Linked DNA regions of Mus musculus: region 1 is linked to region 2. Evidence: chromatin contacts called from public Micro-C data. All regions are on one chromosome and are shown on one strand. Each heading gives the region's core, a stretch centred on a gene start, on an enhancer-like site or on the middle of the called end of the contact. The rest is flanking DNA. Distances are from core to core; before and after follow the strand shown.

Evidence for each region. Hi-C and Micro-C count contacts between places; a contact is called where the count stands out from the background.
Region 1: a contact with region 2 is called in a Micro-C map of embryonic stem cells, with 6 times the contacts expected there. The contact joins the promoter of Minar1 here to the promoter of Tbx18 in region 2. A contact is called at or near these places in 5 of 39 promoter capture datasets (embryonic stem cells, frontonasal cranial neural crest, hippocampal neurons and 1 more), 3 of 484 Hi-C or Micro-C datasets (all in embryonic stem cells) and 1 of 115 datasets of contacts at active chromatin or transcription factors (embryonic stem cells).

Annotation. Positions count from the first base shown.
Region 1 is chr9:89,620,777-89,624,702 of GRCm38.p6, reverse strand. Minar1 (membrane integral NOTCH2 associated receptor 1) reads left to right here and starts at 1,717. Exons shown (of 4, transcript NM_153509.2): 1 at 1,717-2,086.
Region 2 is chr9:87,729,587-87,733,707 of GRCm38.p6, reverse strand. It overlaps Tbx18 (T-box18), which reads left to right and starts at 2,448. Exons shown (of 8, transcript NM_023814.4): 1 at 2,448-3,173; 2 at 4,043-4,121. The coding sequence starts at 2,864.

The DNA of each region.
Region 1 (3,926 bases), core at 468-2,967, 1.9 Mb before region 2:
GACGCTATCCATCTAGCTTCCCGTTCCAACTCCTTCAGTTCTTTGGATTTTACAGTCTTGGCTTTGGGAGAAATATGTTTGCTAGGTCTCTATTTACTCTCTGAACAACCAGGCTGCTGCAGCCTCCAGAGTTCTCTCCATTGGAATCCAAATGGACTTCTTGCTCAGCACAGTTAACAGTTATTCCTCAGGGTTAGGTCTGTCTCCCTCTGCCCCTCTTTGCCTTCCATATCAGTTAGCAGATCTTTGACTGCTGACTATCCCCCAGATTGTTTGGACCAAGACACTACTGGTTACAAATTTAGACTCCTAGGCAAGCAAGGTACAGTGGATCAAATAAACTTGACCTTTCTTTCACCTCTCAGTTGCTTTTGTCCTCCCTAGAGGAGCATGGTCTTGCCTGGCACTAAAGTAATAAGGGTGAAATTCTGGGAAAATCCAGCTGGCAGCTTATTACCCCATGAGGCTTTATTTAAAGTATCCATGTATTAACAGGTTCACTTTTAGAACGCTTCCAGTCATAGCAAAAAAACCTCAGGCAGGAAAGCTGTCATGGAGACCAGTGTCCCTCCTCCAGCCCCCACCACCTCCCAAGGACAGAAGACAGACCACAGGTCACAAAGTTAGCCAGGAACCTGCATTTGGTTGCACTCTTGGAAAAGTAACCTAAGAGGGTGCCACCCCTTAGTTATTTGTTCCCCAATAGTAGGCTTCCCCCCCTTCCCTTCCCTCCCCTTCCCTCCCCTTCCCTCCCCTTCCTTTCCCTCCCCTCCCCTCCATCCCGCTTCCCTTTCCTCCCCTCTCCTTCCCTCCCTTTCCTTCCCCCTTCCCTCCGGTTCTCTCTCTCTCTCTCTCTCTCTCTCTCTCTCTCTCTCTCTCTCTCTCTCTCTCTTTTCTCTACTCTTCTCTTGATTCCACGAGTTTGAAACTATAATTCCGTTTCTTTAAAGCGCTGTTTGTGTGACTTTCCCAGCTGAGGAAGACAATCTGTATAAATGGTGGCACCACAGGCAGGCTGCTGCATTTCAGTCCCACTGCAGTACCCTAGATGGCTTGGGAAAAGCCTCCAGTCCTCATCGATGTATCCAATTGGACTTTTGGAAATCTATTCCGTTAAGAGTGTGAGTGCGTGTTTGGGGAGGGCTGGTCACGTGAACGCTAGTCTCTCCAATCTGGGTACCAATGAAGCCAACACCGGCCAGGAGGGAAACATCAATGAGCCAAGTGACCAGTTTGCCCTGGCCTGGTGAAGCACTGCAGAGTCTGAGGCCCCAGAAGGGTGAGCAGAGTGCACCTGGAGAAAAGGAGAGCAGCGGACGATGTTAGCTTCTGCTTCTCCACTGGGGGCCGCAGTCACCTTCAGCATCCGGAAATAGGGAGAAGCAAACCCCGGGGTGGATCTGGCCCGAGGCTCCCTCCAGTTCCAACCTCTGCTTGCTTTTGCCCGGTCTCAGCAGGCGCGACTCTTAAGGAAGCAGAGGCTTTCTCAGGACTCTGGGGTTGCGGGCGCCCACTCTCTAGGTGGCTGCAGCCTCTGGCAGGGCACGCCCTCGGCGCTATTGCCGCGCCCCTCTGGAGTCTGCCCCTCCCGCCCTAGGGAGCACGAGCCCACTGCTGGAGAGTCCTGCCTTCCTCTGCTCCCCAGGCGGGAGATGATGGAGAGGCTAAACTGGGTCTCTGGCCATCGAGTTCCTGGCCCGAGCTGCCCACGGTATCCAAGACCGTGATGTGGTGACACTGGCTGAGCCTCAGAAACCGAGATTGGGGCTGATCCGGACTCTGAGGCCGCATCCTCCAGCCGCTGAGAGCCCCAGCATCATGCAAGTGGGCAGTGGCTGCCGACTGCCCAGGAAAGCCCGGGTGCGACCCTAGTCTGCAGATCCAGACCTCGTGCTGTGGGGGCTGAAGTTAACCTACGCCAGGGGTGTTGCCCCAAGTGCAAAGCCTGGGCTGCCCTGGAGCCTAGGATTCTTTTGCCTAGGGAACCTTCGGGAAGCTCTGCGTTGGAGGCCCTGTGGACCACCACCTCAGAGCCACGCAAGAGCTGCGGAGGACCGGGGACGGAGAGCTGGAGCAGCCCCCAGAGGTAACTTCAGAAAGCGGGAGACCCATGGGCACCCGAGCGCACATGTGCAAGTATGTGCGTGCAAGGTGTGATCGCTACGTGCCGGTTGCTATTACACAGGGACTCTGTGTAAAGTCCCAGGCTACTGGCACTCCTCCCTGGCTCCGATAGGTTCCCGACTGCAGGCCGCCTGGGCACGGAGACCCTTTTCGCTGAGCTCGGTACGGTAGTGGGAAAAGGGGTGTGCGTGTGCACGCGCATGTGGTATGTGTGTTTGCGTGTGGTGTGCGTGTGTGTGTGTGTGTGTGTGTGTGTGTGTGTGTGTGTGTGCGCGCGCGCGGTAGGTAGTAGGCTTGGCCATATCTGGTGGAGGGAAAAGAGATGAAAGTAGAGATACAATGGCCAAAGACCACAAAATTCTGGGCAAGTTTTCCTGGTTAAGAATTCATTTCAAACAACGGTGTTTTGGGGGTCAAGTAGGTGAACTGTTTGTGTGACACCTCCCCACCCCCGACCTATCGGAGTAAGGTGGAGAACTGAACCAACCCTAGAAAAACGGACCAGTGTATCCCAACGTTAAATTGCGATTTCCAGTCACATTGTTGTGGAAAGGAGGTGTCTTTCCTCCTGGAGACGTTCAACTTCACCTGCCAGAAAAACACCAAAGCAAGGCCTGGCTGGCAGCGGGGCTTGAGTTCATTCACACACTAGCTCACCTCTCAGCAGCCTTTCCCACCTGCTCTACCGCCATCCCTGCCAAGTCCTGTACTCTGCGAGGCCACAAAACCAGCAAGTAGTCATTGGTCCTCTCTGCAAGAGTGCAGGGAGCTTCTGGGAAGCAATTGAGTAGCTTGCTCTAACAGCATGCATGCCGACGTTGTTTGTGAAATAGTAGTCAAAGGTTGTAAACACCGGGGTGGGGGTGGGGTGGTGAGGTGAGTTGAGATCAGCTAGTCTTTTCAGTGGGAAATTAAGTAAGGTTTGCCAAGACAGAGAGGAGGAGAGACAAGGAGTCTGTGTGCTAACACAGGTCGGTTTTATAGAACTTACATTTTGTTTGAAGGATGGGGTGATTTTCTTAGGAACTGGTGGGACCATGGCAGCTGCCATTGCGGCTGGGATTTGGGGGGTTGGCTGTTTGGCTCTGCTATGGTGTTATGCAGCATGACATGAAGGATTTCCAGGAGTCATTGAGGGGCAGTGCATTTGACCGGTAATTTATCCCCTTCTCCCTGCAAACAAGCTTTCGTTACCACCTCTTCTGATGAAATCTTCCTTGCAGGTAGAAGCTTGCCACTTGCTCTGGGTATAGGAGCCTTCTGAGATGAGCTCCTTGCCAGAGCAGTGACAGCCTGGAGAGGGGACATGGCTCAAACAAGAGTAGTGGGAGAGAGTTGGGTGGATGGCCTGAGCAAGCCCTTAGAATTGGGTCTCTTTTTATGTATCAGAGCATAAGAGAATAATGAGGAATGATGGAGTGTCTGCAAAAAACAGCCAGTTTAGAGTGGTTTGTTTTTTGTTTTTTTTGTTTTTGTTTTTGTTTTTTTGTTTTTTTGTTTTTTTTACTAGAGGCTGCAGGGAAACCTGAAATGTCTGCTTAAGAAAGTCTGGGTCTTATTGCATGTAAGAGTGATTTGTATAGATCTGCAACTATGTGAAAATAAACTTCAGTTGCTAGGGAAAGAGCAGCTCAAACAGTTTATTTGCATTTCTGATGAATTTGGTGTGTGAAAGTGTTGCATAGCGCTTAATAGTTGCAAGAGAGACAAAGGTTCCATTGTGTTCCTTAGGAATTTTTGGATATATAATGTCATTATTTTCTTGGCCAACACCAGAGGCAAGATTTCTGTGTCTTTCCAGC
Region 2 (4,121 bases), core at 1,199-3,698:
TTTTCTTAAGCATACATTTGTTGCAACCGGGGGTGGGGGTGGGGACGGGGGGTGGGGTGGGGGGGGGGAGAAAGGCCTCGGGAAACTAAGGCTTCCGTAAAACCCCTTTCCTTGACTTCTCAGCGGACTGGGGTCTAGTTTCGCTATCCAGCCCGGGATGAGGTTCTCTGATAGTTTCCAAGGATTGCAGGTCGTGCTCTGTGTACACAGTTTGCAACCCAAGGGGGAACCAGTTTGTCCTTGGTCCTGGAGCTGGAGCGGGATTCAAGCAGTGGGACCAGTAGTAAGGGAGCTAGCGCCCTCATTCAAGCTAAGGGAGCTAGCGCCCTCATTCTGCCTCAAGAGCTCTGCGCATACTTGGACCCATAGCTACTACTTTTATTTTTGTTGTTAGTTTGTAATATTGTTTTCCAGTTTGTTTGTTATATGAACCCAAGTCAAATTTTGTACCCCGAGGCTCCAGCTGCCAGGGGTAACGTTGGAAGAAGACGCAGAGGGACAGCGGAGGGCTTGGGACCCTGTGCTCCTCAGGGTAGCCTAGAAGGCCTGTTTCAACATCCCAAACCAGTTTGAACTGTGCGGCATTTAAAGGGACAAGATCATAACTACAAAGTAGGCTTCCGGTCTGGAAATCCCTGCGGTTTCTTGGAATCAGCCGCCCAGCCTCCTCCTGCGGGCTGGTCGAGTATGCCAGAAACCTTTTAGTGACTCCACCCCCCCCCCCACCTCCGTCACAGAATTTATGAATCCCTTAGGCTGCAAGCCGGCCTTGCTCGGAGAACCGCTCCATTGGACCATCTATGAGGGCCCAGGGCTGGGGCTGGGCGCTCTAGCTCAATGGGCAACTGAAGATACGTAGCTTCACGCGGGAGCTTCACACAGGGCCTTGAGTTGTTTGCTTAAACTCTACAGACTTCGTCCTAGACTCTCCCTACTAACCCAGAACTTTCCAGGCTGCCTCTTCAAGCTTTCTGGTTGGCTCCCGCTTTAGGCCAAACTTCACTAACCGGGTTGAACTTATTCAGGATACCACATCACCCTACACTCTGATGAGTCTGCGAGAGCTTCTCCAGACAGCTTCAAGCCAGTAGGCTACACCGGCTCCCAGTGCCCCAAATAAAACAATGTCTTCCAATTGAACGCATTTTTCAGGCATTTAAAAATCTGCATCCACAGCAAAGATATTACCAAGTCCTTTCTGGCCCAGGCCTTGCAGGCGCCTCTAGGCACTCGCTGCTTGGTTCAATTTCTTCCCAGCACTCCAGTCCTGAAGGAACTGCAGGTTTCTCTATCTATGATTTAAAAACAAAACCCTCCTTCCGGGGTTGATGGTACTTTCAGAGGCCATTTTCCTGAATGCCGAGGAGAAGCCAGAAGAAAGCTAGGACTGCAGTGTTTAAATGAACATCGAATAAAGGAGGCAAAGCAAAATGAAACAAAACGAATCGTCCCTGGCCTATTTTATACTAAAGATTTGTGCACATAGTGAATTTTATTCTACAAGTGATTTTTTTTATTATCCCCATCAAACCCACATCCTGTTAATCCTAAGAAAATGTTGAGTTTAAACAACAGAACTGCACATACATGTTTGCGATCGTTCAATTCTAGAGTTCTGCTTTCTTTTGAATTTATTTTAAAGAAACACGCCGATTAAAAAAAAAAACCAATATGAATACGAAGCTACTTTTAACATACAGAACTTTCAAAAAACATACAGAAATTCATAAAACATGGTTTACTTTGTGAAGTTTTGAAGTTAAACCTATATCATTAAAGACAAACAGAATTAAAATCCCAGGACCTACGTTTTAAAATAATTAGTCCTAAATAAAAGGAGACACCTTTCCTGAATCGGTTATATGAAGGTCTGAGAGATATTACAATGATTAATTTTTAAATCTAAAAAATATCAAATATGCGTAAACTCATCTCACGTAAGAAAAAAATCTTCGGAGTAAGATTCAAGCCCGTGGTCATTCTCTCCATACAGTGGGCATCAATAGATGCAGGAATGTTTAAGTGAGAAACAACAAACTGTTGGCTGTAAGTTCCTGCCTCCTCCAAATGTACTTCTTAGCCCCATGGACAGGGATGAGAGACCGGAGATTTAAGGGTCCTTGAAAGATCCTCTATACTACTAGTTACGGATCTCTTTTCTCGGTTAAACCCTGAGGCTCAGCCTTTCCTGGTCCTGATAAGAAAAGCCTGAGAAGCGACTGGGTTGGCGGGTGTCAGCAAAAGAGGGTTCAGCTTTCTAGAGACTGGCAGAGACGAGCCAGATGGCGGCGCTTTTCGGTCTGAGATTTTCCGACCTTGTAAGGAAGTGGGCGCGGGCTGAGCGGAGTTAGATTCTCCTGATTGGTAAACCGTTTCGGTGATGGACAGCTCCATAGGACCCTCCCCCGCCGCTTTATTGACACTAATGAGCAAGTTCTTCCCACCGCTCTCCTGCCTTGAAGTGCTGACAGATCAAGGCAACAAATTTCAATTACAATCCCTAATTTGTGTCCGCAGAGTGTTTTTTTTTTCCCCGTGTTAGTCCTCTCGGGCTCATCAGTCGAGGCAGATCTTGGAGCAGCAGGAGGAGGTGGAGGGTTTGGGAGTCAAGAAGTGCATCATTGAACTCGAGGGAGAGACAGAGGGAAGGAAACTTGGCGGCCGCGTTCCTGCTTCCTCGGATCCCAACGCCAGAGAAAGAGGAAACGGCAAATTTGTTTTTGCCCGCAGCTAGGAAGGGGACAGATCTCGGGAGGCATCGGGAGCTGCGGAGCGTTTGGTGGGGGGCCAGGAGGGCGAGCGCGTGCGTGCGCCCCAGCCGCGAGTATATGAGAGAGGGGCGAGCGGGCTCGGGGAGGCGGGGATGGCGGAGAAGCGGAGGGGCTCACCGTGCAGCATGCTAAGCCTCAAGGCGCACGCCTTCTCTGTGGAGGCACTGATCGGCGCCGAGAAGCAGCAACAGCTTCAAAAGAAGCGGAGAAAGCTGGCCACGGAAGAGGCGGCGGGGGCGGTGGAAGACGCAGGCTGCAGCCGTAGCGGAGGCGCGGGGGAGCACGGCTGCTCGGAGGCCGACGAAGAAGCGGCTGCCCCGCCGCCGGCAGCCGGGGCGGCGTCCGGGCCAGCGCGGAGCTGCGCGGACGCGGAGCGGAGCTGTGGCTCCCGCGGAGCGGCGGGTGAGTCGATCGATCCCTTCCTGCCCCAGCGGCTTCCCGGTGCGTCTCCGCCCGGCTCCCGCGAACCTGAGCTTCGGTGAGGCAGCGCTAGCGCCCGCTCCTCCCGGGCCTCCGCCGCCGAGCCCCGGGGGCAGGCGTTGAGCCGTCGGCCCCGCACACCGTCCATCCGCGGCTCTCTGCCCGGCTCGGCGGGCTGCCGCCGTCCTCGCCTCTGCGCCGGGAGGGTTCGAGCCCAGGGCTGCCGCTGCTTTTCACTTCTCTAAGTTTTAGGGGCCCCCGGGGCGCGTGCGGGAGGGCGCGGGCTAAAAGCGCGGAAAAGGGCTCGGACGCCCAGAAGTTGGGTGCGCCAACCGGGGAGGCGGCGGCGAGCTCGCCCACACTCTCTGCCCTTCTGAACGCGGAGCGCTACTCCTCCGGAGCCCAGGGCGCCTCGGGGCGGGCTTTTAGCTCTCTTCTATCCGCTGTGCTGCGGGGCCCGGAGAGCCAGCAGCCCGGAGGATTGCCTGGAGCGGGGTTTGGGGAAGTTCTCAGAAAGTGCCTCGCGCGAGGCCCAGAGGCCCGGCGGCCTCCTGGGGCGGAGGGAGGAAGGGGTGACCGGAGCAGATCCCGGCAGCGGCCGCAGTGAGATCTGCGCCCAGGGACAGTGAGCTCGGGGACAGGTCTCAGGCCCACAAGGCGGGGCGCATGGGGAGTTTGCGGGCCTGGCTCTGGGACATAGGAACTCGGTGGGACCCTAAAGGCCTCAAGGCAACTCCGATCGCCCCGCGCGGCAGGACTGCGGGCAGCTGTCCTAGGGCCTGGCCCTGAGATGATCCTCAAGGCCGGATCGCCCCCTCACTGCTTCCCCGTCTCTACCCTCTGCTGTCCAGGCAGCTGTGAGGATGGCTTCCTGCAGGGCGCCTCCCCGTTGGCATCCCCGGGAGGCTCCCCGAAAGGGTCTCCCGTACC